Regions from separate parts of the Mus musculus genome. Here regions 1 and 2 are each linked to region 3. The links are chromatin contacts, called in public HiChIP or PLAC-seq maps. All regions are on one chromosome and are shown on one strand. Each heading gives the region's core, a stretch centred on a gene start, on an enhancer-like site or on the middle of the called end of the contact. The rest is flanking DNA. Distances are from core to core; before and after follow the strand shown.

Region 1 (4,012 bases), core at 373-2,872, 800 kb after region 3:
GACAGATAAGAAAAGAATGTTAGAATGAATAGATAGGAACACACACGCACACACACACACGGAACTCATCTAATAGAGTTGGGTGCAAACCAGCTTGACTCCAGTTGTCCAACTGGAGCCCCAGGAAAGCCAAGCTGTGGAACAAACATATACCCAGGACATCCAGTCTGCAAAAATCAAGAACCTCAAAGCTGCCCCAACTCAATCTACACAGACTCCTGTATACAGTTCCATTTCTTTATGTTATCTTGTTATCCTGAGAAAAGTAACAGTTGGGTTTTTTTTCTTTGTTTTGTTTTGTTTTGTTTTGTTTTGTTTTGTTTTAATTAAGAGAATAAGAAAAACATCCTTTCCTGGCTCATACTTGAAAACTCTCCTATGGAAACGTAGATACGCTGAGAGGCAGGATAACCTAATGGTTAGGGGACATTAGGTCCTAGAGTTGACAGCCTTGCTTTGAATGCTATGCTGGCCCCACCACTTACAGTGAGCTGATTACTCCAGCTCTGTAACTCAGTACACAGAAGGAGATAAAAGCAAAGCCTGAGGCCACCAAGAGGCACAGCTGGTAAAGGAGCTTGCCACCAAGGCTGATGACCTGAGTTTGGTCCCCTGGATCTACTTAGCAGAAGGAGAGAATTGACTCCTGTAAGCTGTCCTCTGACCCCTCATGCATGTACAGCATACAGTAAATAAGTGTAATTAAAATAGCAAAATCCTACCTCACAGCTAGTCATTTAATGGGATCCAATGAATCTATCTTTCTGTGTAATATACATTTCATATAACTGTGACCTCTGCAAGCTCTTTACAGTATATTCCAAGCTTTAGGGGAGGGTGAGGCCAAAGGGAAGGTTGAAACACCAGCACAGTAACAGCACACATTTTTGTGTGGCATGCCAAGACCCCAACATGAACTCATTACTAGCTGTGTTAGAGACCGCTCTGTTGCATCCTTGTATAGAAATAATACACACATACAGAGAAAAGCTGGGATTAGGCCTGACAGAGACGATCAGCATGTTTATTATACACAGGCAAACAAGGAGGCAGGCTTAGCTAGTCTCCACACAAGCAGCCTGTGTAGGGGAGCAGTCTTCAGGACATCAGCACGCGGAGCAGGGAGAAAGTTACAGTGGGCATTTTCTGGAGCGACTGTGAGTATCCACACATGGACAAGAGGAAGGTTCTACCATCCTCTGAGCCTCACCCAGGGAACGCTTTGCCACTTCCATGGGTCTGAGACACTGGGGTTCTTGACAAGGCTGTGCTCATGTCAAACAATACCCTTCTTCAGTCGCTCCCCAACATTGCTTCAAGGCCTTTTGATCCCTGTTTAGAAGATGGAAAACTGACATTCAAAGAAACAAATGATATGGCCAGGCCCAAGCAGCTCTGAGGTCTGTGTCCCTCCAGAGGACCAGTCCCTAGAAGCTAGGCTGAAGAGGAAAGTGTGGTGTGTCTCCTTCCCAAGATGGAAATTCAACTCCAGGGCTGTTCCTTCCAGGGCATCTGCAATCCCCTCCCTGGGGCTAACACTCAGCAGTTGGCCTTGCTGCCCCTGGTAGGATAATAGTCTCCGGGTGTGAACTCAGCAGGCAGGCAGTTCTTGGAATGTTCTGGGAGGATGCAGGGGCTCATGAGTCACTCTGCCCTTCTCTCTGCTCCTTCTCAAGGCCCTGGATGTCATTATCCCTGTCACTGGGTTTTCTGCTGCTGGTTGGCTGCACAATTATCCCTAAAAGGAAATCAGTCTTAAGTCTCATCTCTAGCCAAGTGCACTGCAGGAGGGCAGGAGAGCCCTGCAAACCTTCCAGGGCGCCTGCCTGCAAGAACTGGAGAGGCAGAGGGGCTCCGACTGGCTGGCAGCTTTGGATCTCCATAGGGCTAGAGGCTTCCTCCAATCAGAACCCTGGACCCTCTGCATCAAAGGCAAGCATGCCACAAGAACACACAATCTCTAAATATTTATCCCAAAAGTCAAGAGAGAGCCCAGTCGGCAAAGGCTGGGAAACCAGAGGCAGTCGGCCTGGGAGAAGAGGGAATGCTAGAAACACAAAGGCCTTTTGCCTTGAACTCCAGAAATGTCTGTGAACACTAAATGCTGGAGACAGGATCTTAGGAATTCATCACTTAGAAATGTATGGGCACATCCCCAACAAAACCAGAGCTCAGGGGGACTCAAATGACAGGTCTTCTTCACAAGAAAAGTTATAATTCTGTATTAAGTTTTAATTTTTTTGAGTCAGAATCTCACTATGTAGTCTAGGCTAGCCTCAGACTTCGCTGCATCAAACCAGGTATGGATGCCACATGCTTATAATCACAGAATTTCAGAGGCTGAGGCAGGAGGGTGACAAGTTCATGACTAGCCTGGACTGTATACTGATTCATTCTCGTTCTCTCTCTCTCTCTCTCTCTCTCTCTCTCTCTCTCTCTCTCTCTCTCTCTCTCTCCAAACCAACAACAAAATCTTGCTATACAGAGTCTTCGGCAAATGCCAGGCTTTCTGCCTTGCCTTCTGAATGCAGAAGGCAGGACTGAATTCATAGGAAGAAAAAAAAACAATTGTTTTTAGCCCTGAAATATAAAGTATAGGGATATTTGCTTATAGCCACCCCACTACCTGCATCTCCTTCCTGAATACCAAGCTGGACATATATAGCTAAATTCAAACTCAAAAAACTTGAGACAGCAATTCTACTTCTAAGAATTTATGGTTGGTAACGGAGACCAGCAGAAGGAAGGTGGGCAGATGAAGACAGCCACAGGGAATATGAACAAAGTTTAGTCTTATAACACATATACATGTATATATATACACATACACTATGATGAAATACATTATTTTATATTCTACCTAAAAAAATAATAAAGAAGGAATTCATGGGGCTGGTAAACTGAAATAGGATACTTTTATTTGTTTGCAAGCAGGCTTAATGCACCATTGTTTGGAGCAGTAAATCGTTACAAAAAGCTTAAGTGCCTGGCAATAGGAAACGGTTTGAATACCTTCTAGCAGGGTGTGACTCTGTCATACAGTACACCAAGCTGCTGAAAAATGAGACCACACCTGAAAGGCACCAAGACCAGTAACAACCAGAAAAGAGTAGCCAGCCATCTAAACGCTGTATTGATTATTCTTGTCGGTGTGAGTTGTGGGGTCAAACTCAGGTCTTCAGGCTTGCATAGGAAGCTTCTTTACCCACCCAACCGTCTTCCCAGTTGGCTAAACACTTTTAACACATGATTGAAGCACTAGGATTTTCTTTTCTATTTTCCGTTCGTCTGTCATTCTTTGCTGTTAGTGTTTTGAGACAAGGTCTTACTCTGTGTCCCAGGCGGAGACTTGCATCCATCCTCGCAGATGGACCTCCCAAGCTGGGATCACCGGAGTTCCATCCTTGCCTGGCTCACAGCTATGTTCGCATGTACACTACCACTGCCTTTTAAGTCCTGCAGTGAGGAATAAAGACGGGCCCGAGCTTTCCAGTCAATACTCCTGACCCCAGGAGCCGCAGAGACAGCTCACTGGTCAAGAGCATGCTCTGTTCTTGCAGAGGGCTTGAGTTCAGTTCCCAGAACTCAAATCAGGAGGCCCACAACCCTCCCTAAATCCAGCTGCAGGGGGTTTGATGACCTCTTCTGGCTTCCAAGGACATCTGCATTCAGGTACACATACCCACACACAAATACATAAGGAAGAAAAAGCTTTAGAGGAACGGAGTGCCGCACACCTTTGATCCCACTGCTCAGGAGGTAGAGACAAGTGGATCTCTGTGAGTTCAAGGCCAGCCTGGTCTACATATGAGTTCCAGGACAGCCAGAGCCACATAGTGAGACCCTGCCTTAAAAAATAAATAAATAAAAGGAAAGTTGAAACCTACCTTAGACCAATTAAAACTTGTTTCACTGTAAACAAATTTTAATTGGTTTAATACAAGTATCATTAATACTAAAAGCTGGCTTGACATCCTGTGAACAAGAGCCACACCCTAGAGCCTGACAGCAC
Region 2 (3,955 bases), core at 675-3,174, 760 kb after region 3:
CTGCCACCCGGGAGTGTCCGTTGCTCTTCAGTGATAGAGCGCACCAAGCCCAAAGCTGTGACCTTTCACCTATACTATGGAAAGAGCCTCTGTCTGCTTGTTCTTATTCTGACAAACTTGACCAGCCACTTAAGGTCCAAAGATATAGTTATATAGCCAAGTGGGAGCCACTGTGTAGTCTCTGCAGGCTCAGGATGATCTGGGAGTTTCCTAGTCCCTCCATAAACATTCTAGTCACACCAGAGTAATTGCCCATTTTCACCGGGCCTTGGCTACTCAACTGGAAAGTTGAGCATATTAATAATAGCTATATAGCTGGGTGTGGTGGAACATTCTTTAATATCAGCACTTGGGATGTGGAGGCAAGGAGGATCAAGAATTCAAGGCCAAATTTAGTACATAGTGACTTCAGGTCTGTACTACATGAGACCCTGTTTTTTTTTTGTTTTGTTTTGTGTTTTGTTTTGTGTTTGTGTTTTTCAAAAACATAAATAACGCCTAAGGTGTGTAAAGTCAGAGTATTAAATGAGCTAATACACATTTATTAGATGGGGTACTATTAAGCACATAAGCTAGCTTAGAAAAGCTATCATGGCTAGGCTTTAAAATCTCCCTGCAAACTAACGTGTTGATGGCTCGGTCCTGAGGGTAGTATTTAGAGGCAGGGCTTTGGATACAGGACTGAACTGAGGATTCTATCCTAAGCAGTGAGTGAATCCATTGATGTACACACGATTTGACGACATTATTACAAAAAAGGTAGGGCCTTTTTTTTTTTTTTAAAGATTTGTTTATTATTTTATGTAAGTACACTGTAGCTGTCTTCAGACACACCAGAAGAGGGAGTCAGATCTTGTTATGGATGGTTGTGAGCCACCATGTGGTTGCTGGGATTTGAACTCTGGACCTTTGGAAGAGCAGTCAGGTGCTCTTACCCACTGAGCCATCTCACCAGCCCAGGTAGGGCCTTTTTTGTCCATCTGTCTGTCCTGACTGCTGAGGGAGTCCTCGACCATGGGTTTTGGCTCACGCCAGGCCTAGGTCAATGGAGCCAGTTGACCATGAAAGAAAGCTTATGAATCCATGGCCCTGAATCTTTTCTCCTTCTATTGTTTTTCTTAGGCATTTTTATCATAGTGATGTAGAAAATAGAAAAGTGGCTAGCATACAGCATCTTGGAAAACATATAATCAATTGATTAGAACTCAAATGCCCAGGCCTGGACCACAGGACCTTACCCGTCATCAGGCCCCATCCAGGCTCACCCCATAGAACTCCACCCTGACTCATCATGCTCCAGTCACATACTAGCTTTTGGTTGCCTCTCTAAGGAACAATACAACCCACACCTCAGGACCTTTGCATATCTCAGCTTAACCTGTCATCTGAAAAACCCTGCTCATTGAGAAAACCAACTGCAGGTATCCACACCATTCTCTCCCCTTTATGATACTTAGCACGATTTGTAGCTGTGTAGCTAGTGGTTGGTTGGTTTGCTTAAAACCAGCTTCTGCTACTAGACTGGGAACACCATGAAACCAGGGAAGGCTCTCTCTCTCTCTCTCTCTCTCTCTCTCTCTGTGTGTGTGTGTGTGTGTGTGTGTGTGTGTGTGTGTGTGTGTGTCCCCAACCCTGAAGCTTCCATTCTCAGCTCCCAGGAACTACTCAACAGTTACCCATGCCTTGAATGGAAGAGGATGGATAGACAAATTTGACAGCCTGGAAGATAAGCATGGCCCCTTGTGGAAACCCTTTTGTTTCTTTCTCCTAATGAGTTCACTAAAGCTAATCTAATCCAGCTCACTAAAGCTGATCAAATCCGCCCCTGGCCAGAATCTGGGTTTTGCCTGAGAGTAAGGTGAGAATTACTGAGTCACCCAATTGCTTACTCAGAGAGGGTTTCTGAGTGTTTGCCACATACTTAGCAGCACAGAGCAGCTTGTGTTAAATAAATAAACAGACCTGAAGCCTCCCTCCACCCTGTCCCTACAGGGATGCTGGACTCAGGGGACACACATAATGACACAGGAGGCAATTAGATAATAGGATACAGCTAGGATAATTATTTGCCATGGTGAGTGACACACTTAAGGAAAACACTGGGACACAAGCAGGGAGATATCACTTGTGGGTACTTAGAGGAGCGTGTCCTCAGGACCAGGACAGGTATGCAGGAAGTCACCTTCTGCAAAGTGTTGGGAAGAGGCCACACGAGCAGGTTCCCTGGTGGGGTTGTGTCACTGACCTAGACTGACTAATGGGGGTCCAGTGGGGGAAATGCTAAAATCTCCCAGGGGAGCCCCTAAGACTCCAGGAAGAGGGGAGGTGATAGCTTTTAGGGGCTTTTGTTTGTTCTTGATGAATCATGGGATATCTACCATGTAGCACTTAACCTAGTGCTAACTAGTCTAGGTGGTGTATATTCAACTGTGCTTGCTGACAATCCATGTATACACACACACACACACACACATACATCGGAGAGAGAGAGAGAGAGAGAGAGAGAGAGGGAGAGAGAGAGAGAGAGAGAGAGGAAATTATCTGAATAGTTTAATAAATCATAAATAATATCCTCCCAAAAGTACAGGAAAAAGTCTCAAAATCAGTTACAAGCAATCTCAGAGGACAGAGAATTAGCACCACTGAGGTAATAATTCAAAACTTGTACATGAAATGTTTTGAAATATAAGATTATTCTGAGCGGCTGGAGGCATGGCTCAGCAGTTCAGGGCACTGGCTGCTCTTCAGAGGACCTGGGTTGGTTCCTAACACCCACATGACAGCTCACAAACAGCTGCAATACCAGTTCCGGGGGATCTGACCTCTCTTCTGCCCCCATAGGCACTGCACCCATGTTTACTATACATATACACATACAGGCAAATACTCATATACATAAAATTAAAATAAATCTTTAAGGAATGTTTTAGCAGATATGGAGGAAGCCATCAATAACATTCAACTAACTTACCCCTCCCTCCTTCCTTCTTCCTTTTCTTCCCTCCCTTCCTCCCTCCCTCCCCCTCCCTTCCTCCCTCAACCTGGGGATTAAATTCCAGCCTTCCACACACTAAGCAAGCATTCTACCACAAAGCTACCGTCTTAACCCCTTTAAAAAAGAAATTTGAATTTTAAATAGGATCTTGCTAAATTACCTAGGCTGACCTTGAACTTGTAATCCTCCTGCCCAGTCAGTCTCTTTAGTAGTTGAGATTATAGACATGTATCACTTCCAACATTAATTCTTTATAAGAATTCTTTAAAATCAAAAGATAGGATATTTCCCTCTATAAAGTTAGAAAAGGTGGGCTGCCAAGATGGCTTGAAGTGGCTTAAAAGCACTTGATGACAAACCTGATGACCTGTGTTTGATAGCTGGGACTCATGTGGTGGTAGGAGAGAACAGACTCTTGACTTCTGACCTCCGCACATATGACATTGGCTCCCACATGCTCTACCCCTATACTGGCTGGTTTTGTGTGTCAACTTGACACAGACTGGAGTTATCACAGAAAAAGGAGCTTCAGTTGGGGAAATGCCTCCATGAGATCCAGCTGTGGGTCGTTTTTTCTCAGTTGGTGATCAAGGGGGAAGGGCCCCTTGTGGGTGGTGCCATCCCTGGGCTGGTAGTCTTGGGTTCTATAACAGAGCAGGCTGAGCCAGGGGAAGCAAGCCAGTAAGCAACATCCCTCCATGGCCTCTGCATCAGCTCCTGCTTCCTGACCTGCTTGAGTTCCAGTCCTGACTTCCTTTGATGATGAACAGCAGTGTGGACGTGTAAGCCGAATAAACCCTTTCCTCCCCAACTTGTTTCTTGGTCATGATGTTTGTGCAGGAATTGAAACTCTGACTAAGACAACCCCCAACACTAAATAAAACAAAAACACTTCAGTATTTTAAAAGTTTATAGATTTAAATATGAGCTTTAATAGTAGTCTTAATGTGTTCCTTGATC
Region 3 (3,962 bases), core at 476-2,975:
TCCTGCCTCCCACATTAAGGAACTTACGGGATTGGTGGCCATTGAATCCCCTTGCCTGGACATAGCCAGGTTGCTCTGAGAAGACTGAACACTGTGTTAGAGGTTTGTAGACACTGTTCTCTGTTGTCCAACGTTAGACACGAAGGCTGTGAGTAGCCACTTTAACAAGAGGCCCCCTGTCTGTCCCACACAACCCATATCTGTCACCTTGACCTAATCCCATCACCTCAGGAGTCTTGTGAGACCTGGCTGAGCCAGGATGACCCCACCGCTGCTGACAGCAGAGGCCTCGGTCCTTGCAGCCTTTCTATCAAAACAAACTCTGAAGAGGTTTCAGGGAAAAGGGCTCAATTCTGGCTCCTGACAAATGACTTCTTGCAAAAGAAGTCAAGCAAGGCTATCCCAAGGCTACTTATGGACTTATTTTTAGCATGATAGACGGAAGACTGTAGGTTACTGGAGCACCAGAGCTCATAGCATAGGCTCGGAAGTCACTGCCAGGGGCCCAACTCCAACTCTGAACCCGTCCGTGCACCTCCATTCCTCCCTAGTGAAATGAGGCTCCTGGCAGTGTGTACTCAAGTACAAGAGCCTGAGGAAGATGCTTAGAACACTGAACACACAAGGCAAGTGCACACTTGCTTACCACCTCCTTGTTACTATCAGACTGACTGCAAGTCACCTGAAGAATGGCTAGAGGTCTGTACCCACATACAGGCACATATATGAAATATGTATATATGTGTGTGTGTGTGTGTGTGTGTGTGTGTATTTGTTTTTGTTTTTTTTCCCCTCCAAAGGGATCAGAAAGATGGCTCAGAGTGCTGTCATGGTTTGAATATGCTTGGCCCAGGGAGTGGCACTATTTGGAGATGTAGCCTTGTTGGGTAGGTGTGTCACTATGGGAGTGGGCTTTGAGCCCCTCAAGTCAGTCTTCTACTAGCAGCCTTTAGATGAAGATGTAGAACTCTCAGCTCCTCCTGCACCGGGCCTGCCTGGATGCTGCCATGCTCCCACCATGATGATCATGGACTCAACCTCTGAATCTGTAAGCCAGCCCCAATGAAATGCTGTCCTTAGAAGAGTTGCCTTGGTCATGGTGTCTCTTCAACACAGAGGTAAGACCTTAACTAAGGCAAGTGCAAACTGCTGTTTTGCAAAGGACCCAAGTTTGGTTCCCAGTACCCACATTGGATGACTTGCAGTTACCTCTAACTCCAGCTCCTGAGGATCTAATACCTTCTGTCTGCTGCTGGCATCTGTGCTCACATGCTCATAACCACACAGAGATACACACATATGCACATAAGATAACTCCTAAAGGAATGGTTGGAGAGACACATAAGAATAGAGAAGAAGAGACTAGGAGCTGTGTTTTCCTGCTTGTGAAGTGGAGCCATGCCAGGCCTACAGATCTTTGTTCTGTGTGGCTACAAGGGGCAAAAGTAGGTCAAGGAGGGAACACTGGCAAGCAGACTGGAGGTCAGAAGAAAGAAGAAACTTCTACATGCCAACGGTGTCCGGAAGAGGGAATGGATGTCTGGTGGCTAGGTGCCTGAGGCCATAAGATGGCCCATCATGTGCCATATAGGCAGGCTTGCCTGTACCAGTCCGAGGCCAGGGAAAGTGACCTCGGATGCCCCTTCCACTGAAGCACCTATTGCTTCAATAAACTGTGAAAGTACTGATGGCAAGGGTGTGGCTGGGAGGCCTAAGGAAAGCGGGGTGGACTTTGGACTGGCAGTGGCACACACAGCCCTCCCTCGGGCTTTCACTTTCTGCAGTCACAGCACCAGTGACCAGCTACGGTTCAAAGAACCAAACACATTTCCTAAATAACCACTGGGGTGCTGGGGTAGCATCAGAGTGAGGCCTGGGCTAGGACATCATCCTGTTGACTTTCTACTTGGGGGACTTCAAGTCAGCTTCATTTACTGGGCTGATGGTGGAGGGGGCTCAAGTACAAAGCAGAGGGCCAGCCTATCTCACATGCTCTGATGGGCCCTGGAAGCCAGGACCCTGACTTCACTTACAGCATCCTCTCTACAAAGGATCCAGGGTTCTTCACCTTCTGCTTTTCCCCACTGCTTCACCACACAACCACAGACACATGCCCTAGGTCTTACCAGTGGGTACCTTCTGGGCCCACGTGCACAAAGCAAGTTCCTACGACAGAGACAGAGAAAAGACCAGGAGCAAGGGGGAGGGTGGTGGAGAAGAGAGTACTACTCCAACAGTGGGTATCTAGGGAGCACTGCTGCCTTTATAAACCATAAAACTAAAAATAAATTTAGAACTAGGGACTATTTGCCAACAAATGTTGTTTGTATTGAAACAAAACAATTCAAGAAAAAAATTATATTTCCTGAACTATAGCTAGTGGACCATTTTCCAAGTATTTCCTGTACTCGTTTCTGGTCATTCACATAGTCTCAGCTCAGTCACTTGAGAGTGGCTGTGGGTGTCAGACAGGGAGAGAGAAAAAGACGGCACAGAAACAACTCTGGGGACACCCAGGTACTCCGTTTGCCTCTAGCAACATCTGGTGACATTAGGAGGATCTCTGGCTAGGCTGGCTAAAATTCCACTAAGTGAGACTGTACTTAGTAAGCTAGGCTGCTGGATCTGCCCACAGCTGGATCTGCCCAAGCCCTGGCAGGGCAGTTCAAGCCTCTCCATTCCTCTATCCTTTACTTCATTCGACTGTAACCAAATCCCACAGTTTTGGTTACAACTTCCCCCATTCACCAAGAACCATTCCTCACCTCATTGTTCTTCTCCTACCAGCTTCACTTAGGCCTTTACCTCTTCCTCTAAGGTCTAAGGAGGCAGGTTGGCCTGCCTCCTTCCTCTAAGACAATGGCCTCCAGCATTGTCCACTAATAGTCTCTTAATAGTCACCTCCTTCGGAAAGGTCTCTGGTGGGCCCCTGCCCCTCTCAGCCTCAGGGCAAGAAAGAGACACAGGTTTCACACACCAAGTCCAGTTCACTGGCATTAGTGACCAGAAAGAATTAACCTCTGCTGAGGTGGGGTTGGCAGGACTCATGCTACCCACCAGCTGTCTAACAAAAAGGCACTCTGTGGGACCCAGGGTGCCTGGTCCTGGCTATGCACCAGTTGTTGGCTCTCGTCTATAGCCCTATGCAATTCCCTCAGGCATCCCTAGAGTCTCAGGGTCCACCCCCACTGTGCCCACTGATGTCTGCCCCATGCGTGCCTCCTCTACATGCACAGCACATGTGCTGCACCTGCTTCCACGAGGAAACGTTACAGCGACCATAGAGCTTCTCTGTGGGAGGGGACGTCAAGGATCAACCGAAGTCACCTTTGTCAGAATTCCCATTCTTGTCATCCCTAGCACATGACTAATGGTGTCCATTGTAACTCATTCTTCCTACCCATCAAAACTATTCAACTCCCTTAGTGTCTTTGTCTTCTAGGATTGTGACCCCCACTCCACCCCCAGAGGTGCAAAACACAAATCAGTTTAGTCATTGGTCCTGAGTGTCTGTCACACAAAAGGGCACTGTTGGGAGCTTAGGAAGCTTGGAGCTCCCCCCACCCCAGTACCCCTTCTGCTGTGACTTACTTTAATCTGGGCAGCATCCCCTCTGGAATAGTGATTACAGTATGGTGGGACTGAACCTGAGGGTCTCTGCAGATCCTCCTGGCTTTAGCTACAAGACCACAGCCAAAAATGCACAGGCTTTGGGCTTCCTGAGACTACAGGGTAACATTCACCCAGTGCTGGGCCCACAAGACAACACAACCCCAGTGGTTCCTCAGGGTGGCACAGATCTGCTGCTGCAATGAGCCAGACTCCTGAAATGGGTGGTTAGAATATTGGGATCTGTGTGTGTGTGTGTGTGTGTGTGTGTGTGTGTGCAGCTAAGTATAAGGGACAATGAAGAGTGATTTTTATCTCCCTCCGAGGACGCAGAAGTGCGCCACGCTATATTT

The links. HiChIP or PLAC-seq counts read pairs in DNA pulled down with a chosen protein or histone mark.
Region 1: a FOXA1 HiChIP or PLAC-seq map of pancreatic cancer cells shows a contact between it and region 3. The contact joins two enhancer-like sites. A contact is called at or near these places in 1 of 15 datasets of contacts at CTCF or cohesin (large pre-B cells), 3 of 484 Hi-C or Micro-C datasets (the N1E-115 cell line, embryonic stem cells and myocytes), 6 of 115 datasets of contacts at active chromatin or transcription factors (the NIH/3T3 cell line, astrocytes, embryonic stem cells and 2 more) and 1 of 9 other capture datasets (embryonic stem cells).
Region 2: a FOXA1 HiChIP or PLAC-seq map of pancreatic cancer cells shows a contact between it and region 3. The contact joins two enhancer-like sites. A contact is called at or near these places in 3 of 115 datasets of contacts at active chromatin or transcription factors (embryonic stem cells, kidney and pancreatic cancer cells).

The regions. Positions count from the first base shown.
Region 1 is chr7:112,451,716-112,455,727 of GRCm38.p6, reverse strand. All of the region lies in intron 1 of Parva (parvin, alpha), which reads right to left. It overlaps Gm45998 (a long non-coding RNA gene), which reads right to left. Exons shown (of 2, transcript XR_001778261.2): 1 at 1-4,012. Among named protein-coding and RNA genes, the nearest start is that of Gm45998, 2.3 kb to the right of the region's middle. Within about 2 kb of position 1,622, at least 116 of the 459 cell types and tissues checked have an H3K27ac peak or open chromatin away from gene starts, as enhancers often do. A contact at or near this core is called in the N1E-115 cell line, pancreatic cancer cells and trophoblast stem cells, where this site is marked.
Region 2 is chr7:112,489,865-112,493,819 of GRCm38.p6, reverse strand. All of the region lies in intron 1 of Parva (parvin, alpha), which reads right to left. Among named protein-coding and RNA genes, the nearest start is that of Gm45998, 40 kb to the right of the region's middle. Within about 2 kb of position 1,924, at least 44 of the 459 cell types and tissues checked have an H3K27ac peak or open chromatin away from gene starts, as enhancers often do. A contact at or near this core is called in pancreatic cancer cells, where this site is marked.
Region 3 is chr7:113,251,709-113,255,670 of GRCm38.p6, reverse strand. The region is part of intron 2 of Arntl (aryl hydrocarbon receptor nuclear translocator-like); the gene reads right to left. The region is part of intron 2 of Gm33721 (a long non-coding RNA gene); the gene reads left to right. Among named protein-coding and RNA genes, the nearest start is that of Gm33721, 8.0 kb to the left of the region's middle. Within about 2 kb of position 1,725, at least 22 of the 459 cell types and tissues checked have an H3K27ac peak or open chromatin away from gene starts, as enhancers often do. A contact at or near this core is called in the N1E-115 cell line, pancreatic cancer cells and trophoblast stem cells, where this site is marked.